Linked DNA regions of Mus musculus: region 2 is linked to region 1. Evidence: chromatin contacts called from public promoter capture Hi-C data. All regions are on one chromosome and are shown on one strand. Each heading gives the region's core, a stretch centred on a gene start, on an enhancer-like site or on the middle of the called end of the contact. The rest is flanking DNA. Distances are from core to core; before and after follow the strand shown. Region 1 has its middle 160 kb from the start of Gm14062. Region 2 overlaps Gm14066 (a long non-coding RNA gene).

Evidence for each region. Promoter capture Hi-C pulls out the DNA fragments that hold promoters and counts their contacts.
Region 2: a promoter capture Hi-C map of hippocampal neurons shows a contact between it and region 1, with 5 times the contacts expected there. The contact joins two enhancer-like sites. A contact is called at or near these places in 1 of 39 promoter capture datasets (hippocampal neurons), 11 of 484 Hi-C or Micro-C datasets (adipose-derived mesenchymal stem cells, cerebellar granule neurons, cerebellum and 4 more) and 1 of 115 datasets of contacts at active chromatin or transcription factors (astrocytes).

What each region holds. Positions count from the first base shown.
Region 1 is chr2:138,032,127-138,037,010 of GRCm38.p6, reverse strand. No RefSeq gene overlaps it. Among named protein-coding and RNA genes, the nearest start is that of Gm14062, 160 kb to the right of the region's middle. Within about 2 kb of position 3,085, at least 24 of the 459 cell types and tissues checked have an H3K27ac peak or open chromatin away from gene starts, as enhancers often do. A contact at or near this core is called in cerebellar granule neurons, cerebellum and hippocampal neurons, where this site is marked.
Region 2 is chr2:139,282,272-139,287,103 of GRCm38.p6, reverse strand. All of the region lies in intron 3 of Gm14066 (a long non-coding RNA gene), which reads left to right. Among named protein-coding and RNA genes, the nearest start is that of Gm14066, 22 kb to the left of the region's middle. Within about 2 kb of position 2,338, at least 4 of the 459 cell types and tissues checked have an H3K27ac peak or open chromatin away from gene starts, as enhancers often do. A contact at or near this core is called in cerebellar granule neurons, cerebellum and hippocampal neurons, where this site is marked.

The DNA of each region.
Region 1 (4,884 bases), core at 1,836-4,335:
ACAGCTTTTGAAAATCATTTAAGGTATGGAGGTGATCTCTTCTTATCTCTACCTTTTGGGGCACAATCTTATCTGGGGACACCACAGAGCCCAAGAATTGTCCTGTATCAGAAATTTGGACCTTTTCTGTGGCTATCTGTAAACCCCACTGACTTAAAGTTTTAAGTAGAAAAGGATATGCCTTTTGTAGCATGGTAAGGTCTTTATGGCACAGGAGGATGTCATCCATGTAAAGGAGCAAAATTAAAGAGGGGAATTGTTCCCTCACTGGCAAAAGAGCTTTTTGCACATAAAGCTGGCACATTGTAGGACTATTGGACATCCCCTGTGGTAAGACCCTCCATTGACACCTCTTATCAGGTTTAGCAGAATAAGCTCTCTGACCCGTTAACAAGTCAAAAGTCCAATCTCTCTGCTCTGGAGTTAAAGCAGCAGCGTTTGCTCGGTCCTGCGCCTGTGCCGCCTCCTGCCACAGAGCTCGCCATTCCACATATTTGGCCATACTAGGGAGAGCGGCTTTTGCAATCATTTGCCAGTCGGCAGGAGTTAGTGCCATGCTGGCAAGCCTGTCTAACTGTACCAAGGTAAAATTAGCATTGATTCCATATTTAATCTGCACATATTCTACCGGAGCGTGGACACGCCCACCCTCGGCTCCTTCAAAGACTGGAAATGCCTGTTGTATTTTCCTTTGTTCCTCTCGGGGAATGAATGAGTCTGCGCACTGCCTCTCTGCGCATTGCTGACGCACCACGGGCTGACGCACTACGCAGGGCGGGGACTCCGCATAGGGCGGGAGTGCACCTGGTAGCCGATTGCCCTGAGGCCAATTAGCAAACTGGCCTTCGCCAGCCGCTTCTGGCTTTCTTCTTGACCAATTAGCTGGCTGGTAATGGGCTGCTTCTTCCTCCCAGTCTGTTTCCTCAGAGGAGGATTCTTCACTTGCTTCAGAGCTACTAAGAGCTGGCTTCCTGAGCTCATCTAGTGACGAGTATCTCCTAGAGACCTCCGCTAATCGATCTTTTTTCTTCTCCCTTTTTCCTCTTTTTCTTCTAATCTCTCTCCAGGTATTCCTACCTAACCTTAACTTTTCCTCGGGTTCAAGACCCTTGGAAAGGCCTGTATACTTACCGTTTCTCCTTGCTCCTACTCTCTCTCCCCGCTTTACTTCTGATAGACTGCCCTGAATTTCATCCAGAATTTTCAGCCCTGCCTTAACCACTATATAACATGTGAAAAGGAACAAAAGGGCTCCTAACACCAGAAAAAATTCAAGGCCAAACATACTCACTGGTACTCTCGTTCCCCAGCTGAAAAGTTCTGAATTCATACAGTTGAATCCTTCTTAACAGTCTGCTTTACGGGAACCTTTATCACCGTCGTTCCCCAGCTGATGAGTTCTGAATTCGGCAGTTGAATCCTTCTCAACAGTCTGTGTTACGGGAACCTTATAACCTTGATTCGCAGTTCTGGTTCTGGAATGAAGTATCCCTCCTGCGCCAGTCCGGAGTTTTTTCTCGTCCCGGATTTTCTCGTCCCGGAATTCGGCACCAATTGTTATTCGACGCGTTCTCACGACCGGCCAGGAAGAACACCACAGACCAGAATCTTCTGCGGCAAAGCTTTATTCTTACATCTTCAGGAAAAGAGAGCAAGAAGCAAGAGAGAGGGAAAAGCAAGAGAGCGAAAAAGCAAGAGAGAGAGAAAACGAAAACCCCGTCCCTCTTAAGGAGCATTCTCCTTCGCCTCGGACGTGTCACTCCTTGATTGGCTGCAGCCCATCGGCCGAGTTGACGTCACGGGGAAGGCAGAGCACAAGTAGTCATAAGATACCCTTGGCACATGCGCAGATTATTTGTTTACCACTTAGAACACAGGATGTCAGCGCCATCTTGTAACGGCGAATGTGGGGGCGGCTCCCAACAGAAGAAGCCAAGCATGAGTGTGATTTTGAGTGAAACCTCAACCTCAGCTTGATCCGACAAGGTCTCTGTAGCATAACTTTCATGTCAGTTTGTGCGTCCCAAAGGCAAAGGGGACAGGCATTTGACGTTCTGCAATAATAGGGTATCACGTATGAGCTCCTGTGGGACCAGACTTTGGGCATCTGTAATGCCTATGGGTGAAGGAAGCAGCTTTTAGTAGCAAAAGATGCAGAACCTGGGAAATGGAAAAACAATGTCCAAAAGAAAGATATATGGACATCTTGATTGACCACTAGTTCATGCCCATGCTGTGGAAACCCCTTCAAGGGGCTATAATGAACTTATTCATGGATGTCTTCTCTAGCCCACTGTTGTTGGTAGGTCACCTATTACTGTACTCTCTTGTAGAAGTGACTCTTCTAGAATCTGTCACTTCTGGTGCATAACACTAATTGAAAGGCTAGCATTTCAGAGAAATATGTCAGAGATAATATTTAAAAGATGCCATTCTGTCAGGCTTGTCGCTGGAGTGTGACATGACTACAGGAGCCCTGTTAGAAGTAATGAGCCAAGAGGAGCTCAAGTCGCTTGGTTCATTCAGCAGAGCGAGGCTCAAGGATTGAGCTAATATTATTACTGACCATAAATGTTGTTAGGGGGATGGAGAGGATGTTAACGCCACTAAGCATTACAATCAAATCTCAATAATGACCAGCGAAGCAGCCTAATAAATTGTAGATTATGTGTGCCATGCATATTCATTCTGTCAGAAACCTCAACTTCCTGGCTGATAGAATTTCAAGGGCTTATGCTACAAGCACTGGGCTTAAAGCCACATGTAGGAAAAGAAAAAAGATGATGAAGGAAAATAATGCTGAGAATTCTGACAGAATTATCTAAGTCTAGTGCCTTAGCTACTTCGTGTCCCCTGACGCCCCCCCACCCCCGCCAATTTTCCACTAATGTATATAAGAAAATGATGTAAAGGTGCAGAATTACTGCGGAGTAAGAAACCACAGCTTTGAACGTGAGTGTTGTGAATGCAGAACATCCTCCCGAATCCGTCCTGAGAGGATGGTTTCTGGTTTAGACTGGCTTCCTCTGTTGCTCGTCATGCACCATGGAACAGCAGGTCTCCCAGTCTCGTTTCTCTGGCTGCCAAGCTTGCCAAGCACATTTTGGAAAAATGAGAAGTTCCTGTCACTAAGAAAGAGGATGCCATGTGTGTGCATTTGTTAAAAATAAATCTGCTTTCACCAAATCTCATCCAGGAAAATCTAAGGAAAACCCTTCAGAAGAAATACTCTCAGAGTATCAATGATTTCCATGTTCTGAGCATCTCCCAGAAGCCATAGTTTCTTTTGAATTGACCTCTGATTTCTGAGGATTTTTAGATCTCTTTAGAGAAGTCCATTTTAGAGGGTATTTCTCCTTTCCTCAGGGTTTAAGACACCAGGCGACAAACAGCATCTTCCAGACGCAATTTCTTCCTCACTGGCCTCCCTTTGCCCAAGAAGATGCTGCCCCCTGGCGGCAGACAGGGGAACATGTACACACGTCTACATTTCCAACCCATCTTATTCTCAGATGAAAACAAGCAAACAGCCCTTGAGGCTTTTCTTTGCTAATATTAATTTTTTGCATAATAATATGACGCCCACTCACCTGTTTCAACTCACAATTTTTATCCCCAGGAAAATACAGAGGAAATGATTTACAGTAGTCACTGTATGTGGGCAGCATCCCTTCCAATGTTCCTACTACCAGGAACAAGGCCCCAAGGTTCAAGCTTCACCATGATGGTTGACTCTTTAAACATAGCTTTATTTCCTTCCAGTATCAAGGTCTGGACTTAGAAGAGAGGAGGTCGTCACCTTCGTGCCCTCACAGCAGTCTCCCACAGAAGCTAGCACAACCTAAAAGGACCCTTGTCTCTGTGAGCAAACTCAAAACTCAAGTGGGTGGCAGAACGGGGATATTACTCTGTCAAGGATGAGTCCTCACCTTCCTAGCCTTATGTGTGAGCCCCTCAAATCCTAGGAATCTATTAACTGCCTGGATTCCTGTTGACGAGGCTGAAGCGTCTGTCACAGTGCTCAGCCTCTCATTCTTCCCTAGGTCTCACAGGGGCTCCCGTGGCAGCTCATTAGGCAGCTACTGGTCTATTGGTGGGGATAAGGATCCCAGCCGGCACCCCCGAATGTTCTGGAGTTAATTCGATTATAAAAACAAACAAACAAACAAACAAACAAACAAAAACCCAAAGCAAACCAAAAGAAACAAAAGGAAGGAAAGGAAAGGAGACTCAGGCAAACCTGATTCAGGACTTCATTATTTCCATTAAAAATACAGGTTAGAAGCAAAGATTATTATTTGAGTAACTCACATTCTGGTGTTTCAAAGTTTTCTGAGAACCTCACTAGAACTAAAGAGTGGAACATTTTTGTGACAGTTTATTATTTTTCTGCTGGCTCTCCTCCCCTTGCCCTTCCTCATTGCTTTGGCCCCCTCTTTCACAGATATTGAAGACACATGTATGCCTGGTAGCCATGGGGGCCAAAAGAGGTTGTCCAAGGTCCTGGAACTAAGTCTGTGTCAGGAATATAACTGGGGTCCTCTGTAAGATAAGGAGTGCTCTAAAGTGCTGAGCTGTCTTCTGTGGTATTTAAAAATCGACATAATAATTGCATCATTTCCTGGTTCCCCTTTCTTCCTATAAACATTCTCATATAAATTAACGCTTATTTTCATTAGTTATTGCTTCATGCATATATATGTATACAAATAGATTTCTTAATAAATGCAACCTGCTACTTTTTTTTTTTTACAATGTTCCTTGTCTGTTTGTTTTCATGGAGTTTCTTATGACATGGTGTCTCCTAGAAATATCAGAAGCAACAACCATAAAGTCTTCCCAACATGCCTACCCAAAAATGAACTGACGAAGTTCTACAATAAT
Region 2 (4,832 bases), core at 1,089-3,588, 1.3 Mb before region 1:
GAGTTCCTTCCTCAATTATAATAGTTAGTTGAGGGGCACAATAAGTGCCAAATCACTTTCCAGTTTTGCTAAATAAGCTATGATAAAAATGAAACACAAAACATTAAGAAAATGAAGTAAACAATAGAAAAAATGGGAATTTAAAAAACGCATTTGAAATGTTCACACACACACACTCAGAGAGAGAGAGAGAGAGAGAGAGAGAGAGAGAGAGAGAGAGAGAGAGAGAGAGATGTTTTTCTGTTGATAAAATGCCATGATCAAGGCTACTTTAAGGAAGAAAGTGTTTATTTGGGCTTAAGGTTCACAGTGGTACTATGCTACCCGGAACAGAATGCTGAGAGCTCACATCTTGAACTGCAAAACCAAGTGGAGAAAGCATCTGTAAATGCCTGAGTCTTTAAACTCTCACAGCCCACCTCCAGTGATATCCTCCTCCAACCTCCTAAATCTTTCCAAACAGCGCCCACAGCTGGAGACCAAGAGATCAACTACATGAGCTTATGGGGGCATTCTATTTCAAACTAAGACAATTGTCATTATTCCAAGCAGATATTTGCTTTGTAAAATCACTCATAGCAGAGAATTAGCAAATATTGAACCATGGCTCCTTAGAGGAAGATAGAGATAGGTTCTTGTATGCTCCTCTGCAACATTTGACCATTGTGCTGTTTGTGTTAATTGAGTTCTTTTAGCAGTGTGCTTATGAGATGAGCTAGTTTCATCATAGATGAAAACCTGCTCTTTCCTATAAACCTTTACTATATAGCATTTGTCAAAATCATAAAAAACTTCTTTTGCAATGTCTTGAAACTTCAGAAACTGCAAATTTATTTTTTTTCATGCCACAATCTTTTTTGAAACATGCAAATCAGATGGAACTAGGTGAGAATGATTTGGCGTTTTGTTTGTTTGTTTGTTTGTTTTTTTCTGGTTCTGGATAAGAGGACAATAAACTTCCCTGGCTTTCAATTTTAGAACAATTATCTAGTTAGTGGCCATATTAGACATGAACAAATGTACCCTCCTTACTATCTTCCCATAGCTTTTTATTTTTTCACATTCTATGGTTATTTCTCACCAACTTCACAGAGGAAGGAGAGAGTTCTATCTCTTCTTGGATGTGCCAGGTTGTTGAGTTATGACTGTTAAACTCACAGCATTGTGACCTGTGAATGACTGAAGCTCATCCGAACCATACATTTTTCTCATGAGACACGGTTAATGTTCCTGGACTTGAAAACACTAAATAGTGTTTGGCACTATGCAGAAGGCCACTCTAAAGCAAAAGAACAAGCAAAAGTGCAATAATGAAAAAAAAAGTGGCTTGGAGCAAATGGAGAGGAAGAAACCCCGTTATAGTGTGGTGTATCAGACAAGAAGACAGAGTACTCCCTTGTTTTATTTCAGCCTGAAATCTGCACTTTATAAAATTCCAGAGTTTCATTACTGCTTCTATCCCTGTGAATGACTGTGAAGGTTCTATGAGCTTGGGATCATTGATTGCTTTCAGTGAGTACATAGAGTTTTGAATGCAGAAACTATGAAAAATGAGGCTCTAGTGTATATTTGTGCTACTTGGTTCTCAGTATATCAGATCTGGGTCATTCAAATAGAATTTGTTTTGAGTATTCTTCATACACCCAAAGGAAAAATTCTTTGGAAAAGTAATTACAGAAGATATCTTTCTACCTAGCTCTCCCTGTGTTGGTATGCTTCATTCCTTACAATATCTTATAACATATATTTGTTTTACTTTTTGAGATTACAATAAAAATCACATCATTCCCTTTCACTCCCCACCCCCAAAACTATCCCATATCGTTCTTGCATGTTTTCAAATTTATAGCCTTATTCTTCATTGTTGGTAGATATGCTTTTGTTCTAATCCTCAAATGCTACATTTTAAATAAAAGATTGGGGATATGAAGTCTTGGTTTTAAATTTTACTCCTAATATATATAATATTTGTATATATTATATATATTAGCTATGACATCTTTGTCAAGCTGCCAAACTTCAGGGGAATTTTATTTTCTTAGCTAAATATATCACAATACTTTCCTTCTAGCAACACTTCATGAATAAAAGTATTTACCTGTCACGTATTAGGTGGTAATTGATTTTGTCTATCTAGATTGGTAGGTAAAGTTTTGTTAGGATTCATATAAAATAGGGGATTAAACGTGTGGGTCTGGGAGTCATTTACCTGCTCCTACATTTTTTTTTCAGTGTGAAATTGTAAATACAGTACTGTGGTGAAGCTTCTTTGAGCATGAGTCCCTGGGTAGCCACCACATGGACCAGAATCCTAACTGACACATTCTGTGACATGGGAGTGAAATAAAACCATATTGTACTCTGACAACCTCAAAGCCTAACTGTGTGGTGGCAGTAGTGTATCACAGAACAGATTCAGGAATTAAATAACTTTCTTTGTATAGTCAAGATAACACTGATAAATACTCAGAGCCCATATGCCTGTAGCCTTCCCTGGGAGCAAACAACCACGATGGTTATAAAATTATGAAAATGAAGGGTGGACTTTTAAGAGCTTAGTAAAGAATATGATGTGTTCAGTCCATCATCAATGGGAGGGGTGAGGTGTGTGCCAAACAGATGGTACTGTAAGAAGCGAACGGCTCAGCTCGAGGAGGAATTTAAGTTGTAGTAAAATCCAACACAGGGATAAGAGGATATGGAAATGATAGTCTGCTAAAAAATGTTCCAGGTACAGCACAGTGAGTGTGAACTTTAACATATGTTTAAGGGAGAAGGCACTGGTTAAACCTGGAGCAGTGTGAAAGCATTCTATACAAGGAAGCCATTGAAGACTTTGGAGTAAGAGGATAAGTGTGGCAAAAGCCGGCTGTGGAAAGACTTCAGTCCCCCAGATTGATATGTGAGTTGATGCTGTATGCAGAGAGCACAATAAAAGACCCTCTTTTCATATTGATTAAATGCAGAGCTAAAGCTTCTAGTCCTAGCAGGGAAAGAGCGGCCCTTTCAGAAGTATAAAAGGAAGAATGATTATACATGACCAGTTTTATCTGTCTACAAAGGCACCACAATGCTTTGTAACAATAATGACAACAAACTAGTAATGGTCCAGTAGTTTAGAGCCTATGTACTGTTTTTCCACTCATGGTAATTCTGTATTTGGTGTGAAGCATATTTAGGTTGGAATTGGCCTGAGTCCAATTCATGTCTATTCCACTTGTCTGGTTCTACAGGAGCTGTAAGCATCTGGGATGTTTTCTTGCCACATTAACACATGTGCAAGGAGATAAAACCAACTGCATAAAACAAGTACAGTTAAAACCTCTGAGCAAATTACAATGATTCACATTCCATGATGCAAAACAATTCACACAGACAAACCCAAAGCTAAAGGGTAACACATTACATCTTTCCACCATAAACTCACATGAGGCAAAGTATTAGAATCAGTTTTTCAATCTGTCATACCACTTTTGGCAAAAGGGAGATTTACATTCATTCTCGGATTTTGAACTAGATAGGAACACTATCCGCTCTGTTTAATTAGATCCTGGAGCAATGTATTCTTAAGCCTCAAGTCCCAGACGGTGGATCTCTTTTAGTGGGGCTACTTCTGTGATCTAACACCTCAACAAAAGCATTTGATGAAGTGAAAGTGTATTTGGTTTGTAGGGATCATTATAGAGTGTAGGGCACAGTGAGCTCACATCACGGTGGAGAGAAAGCTGGAACAGGCAAGTGGCAGCACTCAGGAGACTACCTCATGCCCGAACTCCTGTCACTATATTCTGTCCAGGTCCCAGAAAAATGGATTAGTTCTTCTGTAGTCAAGTGTGTCTTCTTCCCCTCAGTTAATCGTCTTTTGAAACACTCTCACAGCATTCACAGGAGTGCCCACCAATCTCCTAGGGGATTCCAGATTGGTCAAGTTTGCAATGATATATAACCTTAATACGATTCGTTTATTTCCCCTATATTATAAGAGGATACATGGACTTCAGGGATTAGTTTTGGATTGAAAATGTAGTCATTCTACTTTAGACACTTGTCCATGAAGACCGTCCTTGTCCCGGAATCTCTAGATTTCTCTAAGATATTGGTGAATTACCTTACCATCCGTGAGTCTCATTTTCTTGACCTGTGAATTGGATGTATTAGTCCTAGCATCTGCATACTCAACGATGTAAGACAGAGCATCTAGAACATTGCTGGGTTGTGAGGTAGCTGCCTTTTTGCTAACTCATTTAATTCACACAGTGTCGCTATCAGGCAGGCATTTTTCTAATCTCCAGAGTGTAGAAGCATCCAAAGAAGAGTAAGTTTTCTCAAGTTGTACTGCTAGCTAATGAGGTGTGTCTAAATCTTCCCTGTCCAGCTCCTATACATCCAAATCCATCTTAGAGAATACTGGTGCCTTGCCATTTAAAATAAATAAACCAATACTATTCATCTGTGCTTATATTTATAAAAATATTATTTTAGGTATGTTTTTGTCCTCCTCCAACAATGCTATGTTATAGCTATATTTTATCTAGTTGCTTGCCTTTACTCAATTCTCTAGTTTAGAACTCTTCTGGTATCACTAGTATAAGTGCATCTTAAATAAACTTTTACAAATGATTTAATAATTTAAATATATGTGTACATGTTTTAGCTCTTCCATCATTATTAACTCAATGGTCCTATACAGTTTGCTTATTAGCAACATTGTATTGGTTACCCTGGTACAATCATCCCAAAACACATAGATATGCATTCCTTTCTCGATTTCCTCCTGGAAACCCCCTATTCCATGCCCCTTGCCCTGCTTCTATGAAGATGTTCCCCCACCC